Linked DNA regions of Mus musculus: region 2 is linked to region 1. The links are chromatin contacts, called in public promoter capture Hi-C maps. All regions are on one chromosome and are shown on one strand. The core of a region is the stretch at or near the end of the contact, and the rest is flanking DNA. Distances in the headings are between cores, read along the strand shown. Region 1 overlaps Add3 (adducin 3 (gamma)). Region 2 has its middle 19 kb from the start of 1700001K23Rik.

Evidence for each region. Capture Hi-C pulls out chosen DNA fragments and counts their contacts.
Region 2: a promoter capture Hi-C map of adipose tissue shows a contact between it and region 1. The contact joins two enhancer-like sites. A contact is called at or near these places in 3 of 115 datasets of contacts at active chromatin or transcription factors (CD8 T cells, extraembryonic endoderm stem cells and trophoblast stem cells) and 2 of 9 other capture datasets (adipose tissue and pancreatic islet).

What each region holds. Positions count from the first base shown.
Region 1 is chr19:53,180,120-53,184,612 of GRCm38.p6, reverse strand. The region is part of intron 1 of Add3 (adducin 3 (gamma)); the gene reads right to left. Among named protein-coding and RNA genes, the nearest start is that of Gm52402, 26 kb to the left of the region's middle. Within about 2 kb of position 3,007, at least 79 of the 459 cell types and tissues checked have an H3K27ac peak or open chromatin away from gene starts, as enhancers often do. A contact at or near this core is called in adipose tissue, where this site is marked.
Region 2 is chr19:53,271,710-53,275,919 of GRCm38.p6, reverse strand. No RefSeq gene overlaps it. Among named protein-coding and RNA genes, the nearest start is that of 1700001K23Rik, 19 kb to the right of the region's middle. Within about 2 kb of position 1,814, at least 64 of the 459 cell types and tissues checked have an H3K27ac peak or open chromatin away from gene starts, as enhancers often do. A contact at or near this core is called in adipose tissue, where this site is marked.

The sequences.
Region 1 (4,493 bases), core at 1,758-4,257:
AGCACTGATTCCTATTCGTCTACAGACCTGGAGAAAGGTACCAGGCATTCAACAGTGTTTGCTTTTCCTGTGACACAGAAGTCAACCTGAACCTGAGAAGCAGAAGCAGTTGGTGCACACAGACGAACATGCTTAACGTAGCGCAGAAGCGGCTCTCGCACTAACACTCTGCTCAGACTAAAAACAAAAAAGTGTCGCTAACGCTGAAGAGCAGACTGTGACCTCTTCCGGTGTCAAGTCAGGCAGAAGTGCTTTTTGTTTGGTTTGGTTTGATTTGGTGAGGAGTGCTGGAAACGGAACCCAGGCAAGTGCTCCACCTCTGAACACAACCAGGCTCTGAAAATAAGTCTGACTATAAAGTCATTTCCAGAAATCCTAGACATTTAATTGCATCCCAATATAAACTGCCTAAACCGTAGAGAAGGATAACGGCTCAGGCACAGCCAGGAACTGGGAGCTGTATCCTTCTAACTGACAAATGGAGGAGGGAATGCAGAAATTCTTTCTTTCTTCATGTGTGTTTTAGATAATTATTTTATGTTAACTAAAAACAATTTTTAAAATTCACTAATAATTTAGGGTTGAAGAAGATGACGGCAGGAAGCTGGAGTCATGAAGAGTCACATCACTAGTCAGCAATGACAGAGACCCAGGCAAGCTGAGGCCGCAGCATCTCAAGTCCCAGGGAGGCCTGATTTACAAAATGAGACCGAGTTTCACAAACGTGTGTCTACTAGCACAGGGACAAAGGAAATGTTAAAACAAACAGGCAAACAATTGAAACAGAGGCAGGCATGGTAGTGCATACTGTCCAGACGCTCTGCGGATGGGGCATGGCTGAGACAGGAAGTGAATAAGCCTTCTGCCCCCTATCTTCCCGAGAACAGCGAGTGGAAAGTGGCGGAGCTTTCCTAAGACCCTGGAACAGGTCTTCTGTCTTCCACAAGGACTTTTTTAGCTTTCTATCTGGAATTTACAGACCAGGGGGTCCAAAAGTCTAGGCCAAGAGAAGGATCTTGTCTCAGACTGCCCATGGCAATCTGACATAGCCTGCAAAATGGAAGCAATCTCCTTTCGAGAAGAGTGCTGTGCTCAAACAGACTGGTTCTAACCCGATCAGGGGCAGCCTTCTGCCATCCTCAGTAATGAAAATTGATAATTAATAACAAAGAGATAGATGGCTTAAGAATTCCCATAGCTAGAACCCTGTCAACTTCAGAACTCAGAACGACAAAGCACAAGTATGCATAAAACAAAACCCGTCCTCCTCTCCAAGAACTGCAAACAACACAAGATCAAACACGCTATGAAACGGAGAGCGTAACTCCAAAAGAACTAACAGAGGGGATGAGGGGAAGCCAGAGTCAAGGATAACATGGCTGGGAACAAATCAGAAGCTCAGAGGCACATCTCACCTACAAGAGACTGACACACTTGTAGCAGACTTCAAAATAAGACTAAAGAGGAATAACAAAACTTCCAACTTCTGTGAGAATTAAATGTCAGTTTAGAACTATATTCAACAAAACAATCTGATGAATGGGGAAGAAAGTCACAGTGAGGAAGAGCTGAGGTCAAGAGCAAATAGACTGCTAAATACGCAATGTTAAGAATAATACATAAAAGGGCTGGAGAGATGATGGCTCAGCAGTTAAGGCCACTGGCTGCTCTTTTAGAGGACCTGGGTACATTCCCCAGCACAAACATGGCAGCTCACAACTGTTTGTAACTTCAGTTCCAGGGAATCTAAGACCCTCTTCTGTCCTCTCTGGGTACCAGGCACAAATGTGATACAGATATACAATATAGGCAAAATATCCATATACACACACATGCAAAACAAAAAAAATGACAAAAAAACAGAAATAATCTAGGCATGGAGGTCCATGTATGTAGTAGCCTAACCTAAAGCATCCATGTACTTCTGAGACTTAGTTTTAAGATTTTATTCTAAGACTGAAATGGTGCCGCATGCCTTTAATCCCTGCACTTAGGAGACAGAGATAGGCAGATCTCTGAGTTCAAAGGTAGCCTAGTCTACATAGTGAGTTCCAGGACAGCCATGGTTACATAGTAAGACCCTGTATTTTGAGAGAGAAAGAGAGAGAGACAGAGAGAAAGAAAGATATACACAGAGAGATATACAGAGAGACAGAGACAGAGGGATACACACAGAGAAATATACAGAGAGAGAGACAGAGAGAGAGAGAGAGAGAGAGAGAGAGAGGCAGGCAGGTGGATCTCTGAATTTGAGGCTAACCTGGTGTACAGCGCAAGTTCCAAGATAGACAGGGCAACACAGAGAAACATTTTCTTGAAAAAGAAAGAGAAAATTCAGTAGAGATGGTTCAGAAGTGAAGAGCACTGGCTGCTCTTTCTTATAGAGGACCCAGATTAAGTTCTCAGCATCGCTTGGAGGCTCACAACTCTCCACAACTCAGTTCCAGAGATTCCGATGCCCTCTCTGGCCTCCACTGGAACTTCATCCATATGGTGCTCAGATATACATGCGGGAAAAACACATATGCTTTAAAATATGACATATAAATTAAATTTTAAAGCCAGCCATGGAATGAATATTTAACTTCAGCACTCAGGAGGCAGAAGCAGGTGGATTTCTGAGATCCAGGACAGCTTGGTTTACATATCAGTTCCAGGACAGCCAGGACTATACAGAGAAAACTAAAACCAATACGCACACGCACACACATTCAAGTTTAACAACACACAAACCCCATTTGTAATTCAGTGTGTGCCTACAACCTACCATTTAGCTGTTGTTCATACTAACATCTGTCTGGGCACAAATCCAGCCTCTTGCTCCATGAAGCACTGGAATAAACTTTAATGTATTAGGAAAGCAAAAAAGCTAACTGACCAGGGAAGCAAACACATTTTCACACCACGCACAGGACACAGCTGCGACCTGTCAAGCGTACAGGCCTCTCTTTAGCCAACAGCGAGCGAGGTTCCAGGACTTTCTCTTCACTGGGCAGGAAGCAGCATCTGAACACACAACTGTTCCCAAGCCCCGGCTCTACTGACCTCACTTCCGACTTCCGCACACTCACCCTCTGACCTGGGCCTTCGCAGTCCGCCCACACGGGCCTCTTTGATGAAGTATCAGCAAGTCTCTAAATGACAATCTTTAGGAAGTCCACAGGTAGCCTCTAGTTACCTTGTTCTCACATAGAGAGCCCCAAGGGTCTGGTGTGTTTGCTGTGCTATTAGAACAAACAGGCGGTAGCAAGCACGGCCAAGTAGCTTTAGCTCCTCCATGCATACTTGGACACACACTACATAATCTGCCTCTTCTCCAAGTTGTTTCCGTGGCAACAGTCTAACTTAGAAATCTGAATTCTCCTTCTGCCCTTCACAGACCTTGACGTGACTCACAGACTTGAGCCAGATCCCAGGCAATGGAGTTAAAATGGAATTAAAATGCTTTGTAACTCACATGTCCCACAACAGTACATTCAAAGAAAAGTCACTCAAGCAAAGAAACACTGACACAGTGTTCTAGGCACCAGAGCAACACGTGCAAAAGGTGCTCACGCCAGGCCAGCGATAACTGATAGTGATATAGACCAGTACTCCTCAGCGCCCCTTTAGAAGGAATTTAGAATACTAGAAACAATCTGCTTGCGTGCATAAAGACCCCAAGTGCATGGGCAGGAGTGTGATCACACACACACACACACACACACACACACACACACACACACACACACAGGAAACAGTCGTGTGCACAAACAGGCAGGCTTAGAAGACACAGAGTTGTGGACATTTTTTAAGGAAATGCCTTAAAAATACTTGTAAATACTTCTTTCTTCTTTCAGTGTCTTTCCCAACTCCCTTTTTACCTCAGAGTGCAGCAGACCACTACTGCACGAGTCCTTGCAGGACGCACCAGTGTGGATCTGATACACAAACAGCTAGCCCCGAAAAACGAAGTCACCGACTCACAGACAACAAGGCAAGAAGGAGCAGCAGCACGGGGAAGGAGCAGCAGCACGGGGAAGGAGCAGCAGCACGGGGAAGGAGCAGCAGCATGGGATACATGGCAGGAAGAAAAGGCTGTTCCAAGATCATCCTCTTTCGCAGCAAGTGCCAGAACTGCTGGGACATTTCCTTTTCATAGAAAAGTGATAACTTCCTAATTCATAGCAAGGTGGAAATGACAAAAAGAAAAAAAAAAAAAGAAAAAGAAAAAGAGTGTATATAAAGTTTCCTGAAGGGGGAGACAGCACAGACTTGAACAGTCGCCTCAGGGGGAGGCCACTTCATCTCAAGCACAAACACGCTTGAAGGGATCAACACCAGTAATTCTACATTATAGTCACGCAAGGTTTCTATGTATTTTTAAAGTCCTAGATAATTTCATCCATGCACATAACATGCCTTTAACCATACACAATTCCTACTCTCATCTCCCTCCTACTCCCTTCAGCTTTTTAAAAACATGAAACACTATCTTTTTTACATTTTATTTA
Region 2 (4,210 bases), core at 565-3,064, 92 kb before region 1:
GTTCATCTCTTCCAACTCACCCTGCTGTTAACGCACGGTCCCTTGTCTTGGAATCTACAGTCCAACATTTGCCCTTTTGCTAAACTCGGAGCCTGAGTTTGAGTCTAGGGCAGGATCCTGCAGGTGGGGCTGGTAAACGTTTTATCGCCGGGCCATTAAGTTCCGAACGTTTAGTTTACGCCAGTCACCTGTTCAAAAGCAGCTTTCCTGGCCTCACTCTGAGCGGAGAGGCAGCCCAGTACTGTTTTTAAAAGGTCACAAGGGTTCCTCATAGCATGACCCACTGACAAAGGCTACAGACCTCCCTGTTTGTGGTTAAAGTCAAAAGGCTGCTTGGTTAATCCCTCATGTTTGGGACACTCTGTGAGGGTAGAATCCCAGGGGTCTGGACCCAGTCAGTGAGTAGTCATGGAGACAGTCCTTGGAGCAGCTTGCTGGCTGTGGCCCCCCTGGTCCTGAGAAGTTCGCAGAGTTCAGTCAGCTGAAACTTCCCCCCTGTTCTGTATCTGCTCACTGGCCTTGCCTGAGCTTTGACCTGTGTGCTGTGCAGGGAGACAAGACCAGATAGGACATAACCAGACACAGTCGCTGGCTGCAAGGGGCCTGGAGTCTAGTTGAGAAGATAGATAGTTAGAAATGTCACTGAACCTGAGGTATTTGAAACCAGGGAATGAGGTCGACTAAGCACTGTTAGGGCTGGAAGCTCTGTGTGTGTGTGTGTGTGTGTGTGTGTGTGTGTGACATGAAGGTCACTGCAGGGGAACTGGGAAGTGTGGGAATAAAGAACTTGACTCTCTAGGATAGAGAAAGGACAGGCGGGTTGAGTTCATGCCACAGGCTGGCTATACTCTCCACGGGATACCTGGACTCTACTCAGGGCAAAGGGGAACCAGTGTGGGCTTGGGGGTGATGACTGGTGGGTACCACAACTCGTGAATGTGTAGTCTCTATCTCGCCATCCCTGGGATTATAAGCACACATTGCATACATGGTTAGTTTTCTTGTATATCAGTTTGGGGCATCAAGTCAGGTCCGCACACTTTCAAGACGCTTGATTGAGCTACTCCAACAACAACAAAAACAGCAACAACAACAACATCCAAAAGAACAAAACCAGGCTTTATAGCTTGGCTTTGAACTCACTCAGTGGCTTAAGCTGGCCTTGAAGTCAGGTGTCCTCCTGGGTGCTGAGATTACAGGCCTGGAATACTGTACCCATAGGAAGCACGGTTTCTACCACAGCCTGGCATGCATGTGTGCGCACTTGTGCGTGGTAAAAACTGCATACCCCATTACTTTCTGTTCTATCCAAATCATTTGTTTTAGAGCTGGTTGTAACCCACTAAATTGATTTTACTGCTCGCTAATAGTTTGATCCACCGTAAAACAAACAAACACCAACCAAACACACACACACACAAAACCAAATCAACAACACATACTGTTTGAGTGACAGATCCATGGTCCAGCCCACTTTTGTTGAGGGGCAGATTCATGGTCCAGCCCACTTTCGTTGAGTGGCAGATTCATGGTCCAGCCTACGTTTGAGTTTCCTTATGCTCACTTACATTTAATATGCAGCGTTTCTCCAAGTGCACTCCATGTACTGTCATCATTCTTCCACACAGATTGCTCTCCAGGGCAGCTCCGTGGGCAAGCACACGTGGGCAACGACACAACACGTGGTATCTGACCCGTCACAGCGTACTCAGCCTTGCCATCGTTCAAGGTCTGCGTTGATGGAGTTGACTGTACACATTTTAGCCACAGAGCCACTTTCCATTTGGGCGAGCCCCTGCTCCCTTCCTCGGGAGAACCCTGGTGTAGGAGAACAACTATCAGTCGGGGCCCTGCTGTTTCACTTCCTCCACCGTCCTGTCCATCCCTGCCCCTGCGAGCCCCTGCGAGTCCAGGAAGGTCCGCGTGTAATCGGGAGGGAGGGGAACTGGAACACACAGTGACCCTGTTTTCCTACTTCCCATATCAAGTCCCCGTGAGAGTCCTGCAGTCTTTTGGACCAGTAATTGAACCCAGGGCCTCTTGCATGGCAGGCTGGTTCACCGCTGAGTTACCTCCTCCGTTCCACCCCACCCTTTTTTTTTTTTTTTTTTTGTTTGAGTCAGGGTCTCACCAAGTTGCCTGAACTGGTTTTCAATTTGGACCACAGTGCTGTCAAGCTTTAAATGTACAATTCTCCTGCCTCTGCCTCCCAAGTAGCCATGTCAGCACGCCTGGCTGCACCTTACTTTCTCACTAGATGATGGATCTTAGATGTCACTTCCTGTTTGTACACAAAGCTTCCTTACTACTGCGGTCTCTGTGTGTGTCACGGATGCGTCATTACACGTGGGCAGCCATCTAGTGATGACTCGGGCCGTTTCCAGCGGTTCTGCTAGAGATGAGCCTGCAGTGAGTAACCATGTATCTGAGCGATTGAACGTGTGAGTGTGCATGCAACATAAATCCTTACAAGTGGAGCTGCTCGCTCTAAGCTCCGCACTTCCTTAGGGCTCGAAGGGCACTGTCCGGTGACCCTCCGAGGTCCAGCTGGAATCTCAAGAAGAGATCTTTCTTGTTTGATGTTTGATCCCAACCAGCTACACACATTGGCCCAGAACTCAGGAAGCATGGCGCACATTGCTGGACTGTCTTCAAACAGCTGTTTGATGTCATCAGTGGCTGCTGACAGAAATGGTTTCCTCCAGGGATGCCCCCCCCCCAAGGGACACATATGCTTGTGAGCGATGTATAAATGGGCTCAGAGCATGTTCTATGTAATGTGTGTGTGTGTGTGTGTGTGTGTACAGTCAAAAAAGAAAAGGTTATACTCTTAGATGGGCATGGGAGGAGTTGGTGTAGAGGGAGGGGGTAGGGTTGAATACGTGCAGGGTTTAATCTATGAAGCTCTTTAAAAAAAAACCTGTTAAATGCAAGCAAATCTTCAGCCCCAGCAACTGTTGGACTCGGCTAATTCATGTAGCCAAGTCAATTCCTTTCCCTCCTCTTTGTAAACTGGAGCATCCGAGCCCTGCAGCTCTGAGAAGTTGTCATTGTCTTTCTCAGAGGTGAATCAGGGCTTCTGTGGGCACTATTACTTTTATTTATTTATTTTTTTAAAGACTTTCTATGTAGTCCAAGTTGGCTTTGAACTCGTGGTCCTCCTGCCTCAGCTTCCCTACTGCTGAGATGGCAGGTATAACAGGTAGGTACCACTGCACCAACTTGGCCCCCTCCCCCAACTTGGCACTTTCTTGCAAACATAATGAAGCATTCTTTTCTCGCAAGACCAGCAATCACATCTCTTGGTGTTTTCTCAAGTGAACTGAATGTTTACGTCCACACCGGAGCTTGCCCATCCGTGTTCATAGCAGCTGTAGTCCTCATTGTACAAACCTGGAAGAAAACTAAGTGTCGGTAAATGAGCTGAAGAATAAACGGTTGTGTATTCAGAGACTGGAATAGCATTCAGCTCTGAAAGAAGCAAGCTATTTGGCCATGAGAAGACATGGGGGAACATGCGTTCATAGTGCTCAATGGAAGAAGCCAGTCTGAAAAGGCTCCGCCCAGTGAATCCAGCCCTGCGGCCTCCTGGGAAAGGCAGGGTTATGGAATCACTAGAAGAATCAGTGTGGTTGCTGGGGATTGGGGGGCAGAGGGGTACATGAGGCACAGGGGATTCCTCGGGCTGTGAAACTGTTGTGTTAGATATTCCAATGGTGGACACCTGACCACTACCAAAGCCCAAGGACTTTACAACACCAACCATGAGTCCCAATGTAGTCCCCAGACTTTGGACGGTGATGGTGTGTCCACATAGTCCCATCAACGATCAGAAATGGGCTGCTCTGGTTGGGACATTGGAAGCGGCAAGCTCTGCAGGAGCCATGTGGGAAGTCTTGGTGCCTTCTACTCTATTTATTTCATGGACCTTAGGCTGGCTGTGGTGGTGTACACCGATAATCTCGGTAGAGGTAGCAGGATTACAGCAAATTCAAGGCCAGCCTGGTCTACATGGTGAATGCCAGGTCAGCCTGGGCTACCTGACAGAATCTTGTCTCAAAAAATCAGAAGTAATTAAGGAATGTTTTTAATTAAAAATTTTAATAGGGTCTTAAATAAATGTGAGACATATATGTAACTTTTTGACAGCAAAGTTTGAGATATTACTCAAATTGTATGTAACTTGCTTCCTATAAGCGTACCTTCCGGT